2 separate regions of the Danio rerio genome follow, and region 1 is linked to region 2. A link is a contact called in public HiCAR-type data. All regions are on one chromosome and are shown on one strand. The core of a region is the stretch at or near the end of the contact, and the rest is flanking DNA. Distances in the headings are between cores, read along the strand shown. Region 1 holds the start of galnt11 (UDP-N-acetyl-alpha-D-galactosamine:polypeptide N-acetylgalactosaminyltransferase 11 (GalNAc-T11)). Region 2 holds the start of xrcc2 (X-ray repair complementing defective repair in Chinese hamster cells 2).

Region 1 (5,336 bases), core at 2,482-4,981, 270 kb before region 2:
GTGTGTTTAATTATGGTTGGAGCTAAACCCTCCAGGACACCGGCCCTCCTGGATCAAGTTTGGACACGCCTGTTCTAGGTATCCTAAAACACAGGTGTCAAACTCAGTTCCAAAAGGGCCGCAGCTCTGCACAGTTTAGTTCCAACCCTAATTAAACACACCTGATCAAACTAATTCAGTCCTTCAGGCTTGTTTGAAACCTACTTGTAAGTGTGTTGGAGCAGGGATGGAACTAAACTGTGCAGGGCTTCGGCCCTCCAGGAATTGAGTTTGACACCCCTGTCCTAAAAACTTCCAGGCAAGTGTGTCGAAGGAAGTTGGAGCAAAACTATGCAGGACACCAGCCCTCCAGGCGGTTTGGGCACTGCTGTAGACACTGGGCTGGTGAATATCAACAAATTTATTGCACAATTAATGTGCTACTCTCTTAACATGTACAAACCTCTCACATGACAAAAAAAATCTGACCTATAAGCTTTGCTACCTGTGGTTGAGACTAAACCCCAGATAGCAGACCTTCATTGACTTAACATTTAATCAACGGCTAAAACTTTCTTAGTTGAATTTTCATCAGCTTTGCACCCTCAAATAGTTTTTTTTTTCCAATGAGAGAAACAGATTCAAAAACACAGACAGACTGATGAAGTTAATGATATAATTAAGTGATTAACTGAGTGTTGGGTGAGGCAGTGGCGCAGTAGGTAGTGCTGTCGCCTCACAGCAAGATGGTCGCTGGGTCTCTGGTTTGAGCCTCTGCTCAGTTGGCGTTTCTGTGTGGAGTTTGCAAGTTTGCACGTTCTACTGGGTGCTCCGGTTTCCCCCACAGTCCAAAGACATGTGGTACTGGTGAATTGGGTAGGCTAAATTGTCTGTAGTGTATGAGTGTGTGTGTGAATGTGTGTGTGGATGTTTCCCAGAGATGGGTTGCAGCTGGAAGGGCATCCGCGGCGTAAAAAACTTGCTAAGTTGGCGGTGCATTCCGCTGTGGCGATCCCGGATTAATAAAGGGACTAAGCCGACAAGAAAATGAATGAAGTACGAGGAGAGTAGAGTACAGAATTATATGCATACAAGGGAATTAACAACAAAAATTACGGGTAATCATATACATTAAGTTTTTTTTCCAGCAGATGGGATGTCTCACTAGCTTTGGTATTACTCTGTATAGAATTGAGGGAATCATAAAAAATCTTTAAATCAGTGAAGAATAGTTTACACTTTGGTACAGTCAGCACATTTTGTCTTGTGTATGTGGTACTTTCCAAATAAAATAAGAATTTTTGTTATTTTGTCCATTTCCAATAATCCAGAGTTACAATCCACCAATAAAACCATTTTATCATATTGATAAATTTATTAAACACTTCAAAAAGTAGAAAACTTGGGACCAAAGCAATTTTGTGTAACTGCAACTGAAAAATAAATGAAGAATTGTTTCCGGTTCCATTTTACAAAAACAAGGGTGAAAATCCTTCCTTAAACTTACAAATAAAATCATTGCGTACCTATAAGAAATAAATTGATGCCATCTACCTGTAGATACGTAGATGAAGAGGCGCCCTCTAGTGTACCTAGGGTGATAATGGTCTGTGTTCGAACTGGCTAAAATGTGCAATGACGTTAGCCGTTTCAAACATGACAGGGGGCGCTAAACTGCGGTTTTCTCTGTGTTATTATCTATGATGTTTAACAGAGTAAATGAATGTTCACAGTATGTCTGATAATTTTTTTCTTCTGGATAAAGTCTTATTTGTTTTATTTTGGCAGTAATAAAAGCAGTTTTAAATAAATATATATTTTTAAAAATAATTTTAAGGTCACTAAATATCTCCTATAAGCAATATATATTTTTTCAATGGTCTACAGAACAAACCATCGTTATACAATAACTTGACTACCCTGACCTGCCTAGTTAACCTAATTAACCTGGTGAAGAATTTACATGTCACTTTAAGCTGTATATCTATCTATCTATCTATCTATCTATCTATCTATCTATCTATCTATCTATCTATCTATCTATCTATCTATCTATCTATCTATCTATCTATCTATCTATCTATCTATCTATCTATCTATCTATCTATCTATCACACACACACGACCTTTGACCTATAACCTAAACAACAAATAAATGTCAATCATGTCGTTACACATATTATTAATTTATTTCCCACCTATAAGAAATAAATTGATGTCCTCTATCTGTAGATACGTAGATGAAAAGGCGCTCTAGTGTACCTAGGGTGATAATGGTCTGTGTTCGAACTGGCTAAAATGTGCAATGACGTTAGCCGTTTCGAACATGACAGGGGGCGCTAAACTGCGGTTTTCTCTGTGTTATTATCTATGATGTTTAACGGAGTAAATGAATGTTCACAGTATGTCTGATAATATTTTTTTCTTCTAGAAAAGTCTTATTTGTTTTATTTTGGCAGTAATAAAAGTAGTTTTAAATAAATATATATATATTTTAATAATTTTAGGGTCACTAATTATCTCCTATAAGCAATATATATTTTTTCAATGGTCTACAGAACAAACCATCGTTATACAATAACTTGACTACCCTGACCTGCCTAGTTAACCTAATTAACCTGGTGAAGAATTTACATGTCACTTTAAGCTGTATATCTATCTATCTATCTATCTATCTATCTATCTATCTATCTATCTATCTATCTATCTATCTATCTATCTATCTATCTATCTATCTATTTATCTATCTATCTATCTATCTATCACACACACATGACCTTTGACCTATAACCTAAACAACAAATAAATGTCAATCATGTCGTTACACATATTATTAATTTTTTATTTCCCACCTATAAGAAATAAATTGATGCCATCTACCTGTAGATACGTAGATGAAGAGGCGCCCTCTAGTGTACCTAGGTTGATAATGGTGTTCGAACTGGCTAAAATGTGCAATGACGTTAGCCGTTTCGAACATGACAGGGGGCGCTAAACTGCGGTTTTCTCTGTGTTATCATCTATGATGTTTAACAGAGTAAATAAATGTTCACAGTATTTCTGATAATATTTTTTTCTTCTGGATAAAGTCTTAATTGTTTTATTTTGGCAGTAATAAAAGCAGTTTTAAATAAATATATATATTTTTAAAATAATTTTAAGGTCACTAATTATCTCCTATAAGCAATTTTTTTTTCAATGGTCTACAGAACAAACCATCGTTATACAATAACTTGACTAATTACCCTGACCTGCCTAGTTAACCTAATTAACCTGGATTTACATGTCACTTTAAGCTGTATATCTATCTATCTATCTATCTATCTATCTATCTATCTATCTATCTATCTATCTATCTATCTATCTATCTATCTATCTATCTATCTATCTATCTATCTATCTATCTATCAATTACACTCACATGACCTTTGACCTATAACTTAAACAACAAATAAATGTCAATCATGTCGTTACACTTATTATTAATTTATATTTCCCACTTGGATAATATCTGTGTAATATTTTTAAAAAAACATTATTTTAAGAATTATGTATTTTGTAACATCTGACCAGATTTTGGGGGAAAGTTGACATCCAGACTTTACTACACCTTCCGAAATTTCAAAGTGTAACAAATGAAATGTAATAAGCCACAGCCCACACCTATCCTTATCGACTGTATTACTGTTGTACATGTGTGGTGCCATTCTAAAAGCCCTCCAGCAGGCGGCAACAGACTCAGTCAGGCTCTGCGATGCCGTGTCTCCTCACCAGCGAGTAACGGGCAGTAGGATTGAGCGAAGGAGAGGAATGGACCTGTGAAAGACCTCTTCATCAGCGAGTGAGTGTCACTGCACTACACTGACATTATTACCCGAGTAAACATTTTAGAGGGGTTTAGATGAGTGCCAAATGACAATGCTGTCTACAACAAATGCTTTAATCGATGCAGCTAGCGAGTTAGCTCGTAGCTCGAAATGCCTATGTCTCAAAACTTGGTGAGATGCCTACACAGACAGCATGTTTGGGCGTCAGAGATTTACAAACCAGCAGGGATTTTTTGGTGCATTCCGATTGCAGTATATTTGGGTGGCATTGACGCCTATTTAGGGGACGTGTTAGGTTTTGAGACACATCCCGTGATTCTTTGACGTAAAGTTATGTTGTGAAATAAAAATCTTAGTATATTCTAATAAAGAATGGTGTCTAGATGGGCAACGTTAGCCAACGTAACTAGTTTTGTTGATTAGTTAGATTTGTTTTGACAATAAAAAGCTAAAAAAGTCGTGACATGTGTATTGTTTACCATGGTATTTTGAATATTCTGTCTGAAATAACAAGTATGCAAGTATGACTTCAAAACAGCATTATCACTATTTATTTGACTGTGAACATTGTTGTACTTTGATAGCCATTGACTGCTTATATGATATCCCTATTTACAAATTGTAAACAATACTTTTCTGAAATTATATTATTAAGGAGAAAGTCAGAATGTGTGAATATTAAATCAACTTTTAGCCAATAACTATCAAAGTACAACCATGTTTACAGTCAAATATGTAGTGATAATGTTGTTGTGAAGTCATACTTGCGTGTTATTTCAGACCGAATATTCAAAATACCATGGTATTTTTACATGGCATAGGGAGCATGTCACAGGATGTCACTGAACGAATGTTTGAATAAAAAAACCAGCTTTACCTCAGTCTAAACATAAACATGCCACATTCTACTAGGCATGGGTCGGTATAAGATTCTGATAGTATGATAACCTTAGATAAAAATATCACAGTTTCACAGTGTAATCACTGCTCTAAAAAAATATTTTTAAATGTTATAAATAAACAAAAACGTTCCCCCTTTGAACACAATATATTTTATTTTGAGAAATATTCAAATATTTTGGAACAGTAAACATGTCAGGCTAAATAATTCAAATGAATCACTGACTTCTGCGGTCTTCATTTGGTCCAAAACTACAAATTTATTTACAATTTATAACATCTTTGGATAACTTTTTTGCCGGAGATTCTAAAGAAAATAAAAATTAAAAACAAACAAACAAAAAAATCTTACACATACCTTAATAGCAGAAATTTTTGGCAGTTTTAAAACCTCGACTTCCAAACGACTTTTGTATTTGTCTGATGATTATATTTGTCTGACTAGTAGCATATTGCCATGGTCTATCATTGGCTACAATAAAGCTAGTAACAAATATTGTAGTACTTTAATAAAATGTATTTTAGATGAAGTATGTCCAATAATAAAGTCTGCCTATGTGAAGACGGGCGTATGGCAGCAAGATACTTATTTCATAATGTATATCATTGCCCTTTAGGACTCAAGTGTGA
Region 2 (5,267 bases), core at 2,416-4,915:
GGCTAACGATGGTTTTGGGAAATGCATCCCAGTTAAGAGGAACTGAGAAGCAATATGGTGTTTAAGACATCAGAGAAAAGGTATCATTTAAAGGATTAAAAGCACAAACTGTTTCTCGACTCTACACAATTGACAATTGGTCGTACTGTCGCAGGCAAATTTAACTTTAGTGACAGGGCAGCACTGGCCCAATCGGGCCAGTAATGATATTGTCTACTGTCCCGAGCGTCTCTCAAGCTGACCCGGGCCATCGGGCTGTCCTTATTGTTGAGCCCTGTACATACAATAAGAAAGCAGTCATTTAAAATTAATAAATATTTAACAATTTAAATTTTTTTAAATAATAATAATAAATAAATAATAATAAATGTCGCCATGATGAACTCAATAATTTTCCATTAAAAAAAAAACTTAAAAAAATAATAATAATAAAATAAAACTGACCCCAAACTTTGGACCAGCACACACCCACACACACACACACACACACACACACACACACATATATATATATATATATATATATATATATATATATATATATATATATATATATATATAAACACTATCAAATTTAGTTACATCACAATTGTATTTTATAAATTGTCAGTTGTATTTTAAAAAAAAGTTATGCTGAATAAAAGGATTGGTATTACAATTATGTTTGGCTTTTGACACATTTGAAATGCTGTAGGTGGCTAAGAAATAGCTATTAGCTTCTCTTTTTTTGGTGGGGCCAGTGAAAATTTTAGCAGGGCAAGTAAAAAGCTGAACCACTGGCCCGTAGAAAAAAATCCTTAGCGTTGAACCCTGCTTAAACACTGATGTTAACAGCAAGCAACATATACAAGTTGTATGACAGTATCGTTACTGTCAAGTGTACTATCCCATTCAATCATAAGCGATGTCACTGAAACTGGCTAACGCTAAATCTTGATTAGTACTTCTTTATCAACATTAAGCTAGATCTGTATATGACCATCTTATACGGATCTTGTGTTCATGTTTTTCTGCATAAATAGTTAATGGTTTCCAGCTGGTGATAAATACTAAAGCATACGTTCAAATATATAAATAATAATATAAATATAATCATTTTTATGTGAAGTGATTTAAGGTTATCAGATGTACCTGTGCTCCATTCTCAGCCATCCTGACTCGTGCTGTCATTTCGTTGCTTTTCGCGCAGTTATTTCATAAATCTATTTCCTGGTAAATAAACGCGAGACCACACTTCAAAATAAAGGTCCCATTATATCCTACACGCTAACGTTAGTTCTGAAACTAAATTTATAACTTTGTAATATTTTATAGTTGGAGTATTTTGCATAAATAAAAATATGCTACAATTTTATTTAGAGATTAAACGTTAAATTGTAGCTACACTATTAGTGGAAAATCATATACACGTGTATGTTTACATCGGGCTCTCATACATAAAGTACTATTTTATAATGGCATAGGACTATCTGCAAATAATAAACCTAATAATAAAAGCTAGTAAACAATGCGATATATATATATATACATTACAAAGAGAACAACAGATCAATATGTCAAAGTTAGTATAAAGTGAGTAAAATAATACACAGTATGACTTTAAACATGCATCTCATAATGTAAAATTAGGATCGACTGCCACCTAGAGTTTAACGTTAGCCTTCAGAAATGTTTATTCTGGGCTCAGTACAAATGAGTACACCCCCTTTTAAAATTTTGTATTTTTAGCCATTTTTTTTTTTCAAGTGAATATAGTCACTAATTTGTTTAATAATTTAGGTTTTTATAATTAAACAGTTACATCCATTAAAATAAGAGTTTGGTCACCTAACGTATTTAGGAAGACAAATATCATACAGTACATTATTCAAATTAATTATTGCAATTTTTTTTACAAACTACACAATTACAATAATACAATTTAATTTGTTTTATGTGTTCTATATTTATCATTTTTAATAAAACAGTATTTAATATGTTTTCCCCATTATTTTGGTTGTACAAAGTTTTGGGCTGTGATCTTAATTTCTATTTTTTGTTAGTTTAGTTCCAGTTTTGTCTTTGATGCTGACTAATCTAATATATATGCACAAATATATAATTTTAAAGGGAGAACATACAAACTCCACACAGAAATGCCAACTGACACAGCCGAGGCTTGAACCAGTGACCTTCTTGCTGTGAGGCGATTATGTTTCCCACTGCGCCACCAGGTTGTTCCATAAAATAAAATAAAATAAAATAAAATAAAATAAAATAAAATAATAAAATGTAAAGAAATATCTACTGTTCCTTGATAAATGATTAAATTTATATACCAAGCAGGCCCATAGCTAGCCTGGTGAAAGGGATGGTCCTTTTTTTAAAAAAGTGGCTTGGTCCCTTTCTTAATCTGGGGTTGCCACAGCGGAATGAACCGCCAACTTATCCAGCATATGCGTTACGCAGCAGATGCCCTTCCAGCTGCAAACCATCTCTGGGAAATTTTATAAAATTATGAGATTTAAATACTGCATTTAGTAACATTTTAAGCAATATTTTAGCTGAATTAGCTTGTCAGATGGTCATCATAACCACACTTTTTTGATATGTCAAAAATATTTCCCAAAGATTTACATTAAAGAAATGTAAACTAATACTTATTTTTAAATACATATTATTTACATCATACATCATTAGAAAAAAATTGGAATCTGTTAAAAACTTAAATAAAAACTGTAGTCTATTGTCATTTATTAGGCAAATAGCAATAACAACAACAACTGGCCAGCACATTCAACTTTCCTCAGTCCATTTGAAAAGCAAAATAATTAAATATTTAATATATTATTAACATAATAATAATGTAGAGCTTCACAATTTTTCTAGCCTCTCCTGTAAAGAACGTACAGCCTACATTTGAAAATGATGGATAACAACAATGGCCGAAATAGTATTCAAATCATTTTCAATATGAGCCGCTTTACTTTTTATTGCTCATTTTTTTATTTGTTTCCAAGATTTAGAAAAAAGTTACTTGTAAAATGTTTTCTCTGTTTAAAAACATAGCGAAAGAAGACTTCTCTGACGCCAGATTGTAAAGTGAAAACATTTGTTTATTGGCTGAAACTGATTAGCTAAGTCAAACCGAAGCGGCAGCCAATTCCGCTTGGTATTAAACCCTTTTTTGAATGGGTTATTTTCAATATTTATCATGGCATAAAAGTCAAAATAGGACAAATGAGCTCATGAATGAAGCAATTCTGGACCTTTATCAGTGAGTGGTGGTCTTCCAAACCACCCGAACCCCCATATACGTTCATCTCACTGTAAACAAGAGGCAAGTAAACAAATCATAATGCGCCATTCGCTCTGTTCAGGCAGTTTGCTAGCTCATGAAATTACGGAGCCTACTACGGCGAAAGTTATGGTTATGAATATTAATTACGCCGTGTTTACGTTACTCAGTAGTCTTCCAGTTAGCGAACGTTTTACATTTGTGCTGGCGGAGGCTTGGCTCATGATGAATATTAATAAGCTCTCCTTTACCATAGTAGGGTTCGTATTTTCGCTGACAGGCAGACCTTGTGGACCATGATGAGGCAGCGCGAGTGGATCCAGCATGTTTCTATTTTTTGCCTTCCCTTTGACTCGGGAAGCACTCGCGAAAAATAACTCTGCAAAGCATTATCGTGGGATAATTTACACCGTTTTAAAGGTATACCTGACAAGCCTGTTAACGACACATGGTTTGTGTGACGTCGTTTTTGTTGTGACATGCTGTTGTGTTTGTGTGCTTGAATGTTACGTTAGTGCTGGTGATGGCAGCAGCTCGGCCCCCTCCATGCGTGATTGACTGCGGGACAGGGTGAGTTTGTTTACAGTCACCGAATGTGTTTATATGCCTGGTGGATATAGCAAGGCTTTAAAAAAATATTGTGTCTCTTTGTTGTTGCTGACTAAATAATATTTTTTGACTATATATGTGCCTCTGTATCAATATTATATGTTTGATATACGTCACTACACAATTAATAGTAAATACTGCACTCTTAAGTTTTTTAATTGGAGTTAAAACATTGGTATTGTGGGCTATTTTATAAAACATGGATAACACATTACAATACGGTTGTATTATTTAATGTAGTGCAATGCATTTACTACAACGAACAAGTAGCATTATTAAGTATTCATTTATTATTAATTATGATATATTAATTATAATAATGATTTATTTATCCTTGTTAACATTAATGGAAATATAGTTTTCCATTGTTAGTTCGTTTTAACAAACAAGTTATTAGTTACCTAACAAGCATGCATTTTGATTTTAACAATGCATTAGTACATGTTGAACTATAATTCATTAAAGCTATAAGAGTTATTCATAATTAGTGTGTGGTAGTAAATACATTAACATTAGCTAATGTTGAATAAAATATGGAAACAAAAACTAAAACAAAATATGTCAGAGGGTGGCACGGTGGTTCAGTGGTTAGCACTGTCGCCTCACAGTAAGATGGTCGCTGGTTCGAGTCGCAGCTGGGCTAGGTGGCATTTCCGTGTGAAGTTTGCATGTTCTCCTCGTGTTTGCGTGGGTTTCCTTCGGGTGCTCCAGTTTCCCCCACAGTCCAAAGACATGCGCTATAGATGAATTGGGTAAACAGAAATTGGTTATAGTAAAAGTGTGTGTGTGTGTGTGTGTGTGTGTGTGTGTGTGTGTGTATGTGTGAGAATAAGAGTGTGTATGTGTTTCCCAATACCAAGTTGCAGCTGAAAGAGCATCCACTGTGTTAAACATATGGTGGAATAGTTGGTGGTTCATTCCACTGTGACGACTTCTGAAGTAGAGACAAAGCTGAAGGAAAATGAATGAATGAAGGAAAATAAATGCAGTCTGGTTGAACATAAGGGACTTCTTTCAGAAAAATTGACCAATTCAAAAATATTCCACACCTTTAATTGATACTGTTAAACTATGATTAGTACTTCAGTTATTAATATTTTTTAATGTCTAGTGATAACTTCAGTCCTGTAAAACATAAAATTTTTTAAATATTTTTAAAATGAGTGTCTATTATTTCTAACACAAACAATTTATTACAGTATTTATTCATCTTTATTAACCTAATTAAAATAAAGTTCATTAGTTCATTAACTCGCAGTGCATTAACTAATGTAATCAAGCACAACTTTGGATTTTGATAATACATTAACTATGATTGAACTATGATTAATAGATGCTATTCAAGATCATTTGTTTGTACAAAGTTCAAATGCATTAACTA

What was found. HiCAR-type assays count read pairs that join an accessible place to other places.
Region 1: a HiCAR-type map of caudal fin shows a contact between it and region 2, with 6 times the contacts expected there. The contact joins the promoter of galnt11 here to the promoter of xrcc2 in region 2. A contact is called at or near these places in 1 of 18 Hi-C or Micro-C datasets (caudal fin) and 1 of 4 datasets of contacts at active chromatin or transcription factors (caudal fin).

The regions. Positions count from the first base shown.
Region 1 is chr24:7,797,382-7,802,717 of GRCz12tu, reverse strand. galnt11 (UDP-N-acetyl-alpha-D-galactosamine:polypeptide N-acetylgalactosaminyltransferase 11 (GalNAc-T11)) reads left to right here and starts at 3,731. Exons shown (of 12, transcript NM_001076562.2): 1 at 3,731-3,820.
Region 2 is chr24:7,531,289-7,536,555 of GRCz12tu, reverse strand. xrcc2 (X-ray repair complementing defective repair in Chinese hamster cells 2) reads right to left here and starts at 3,665. Exons shown (of 3, transcript NM_001386478.1): 1 at 3,529-3,665. The coding sequence starts at 3,603. It overlaps actr3b (actin related protein 3B), which reads left to right and starts at 3,791. Exons shown (of 9, transcript NM_001089556.1): 1 at 3,791-3,847. The coding sequence starts at 3,801.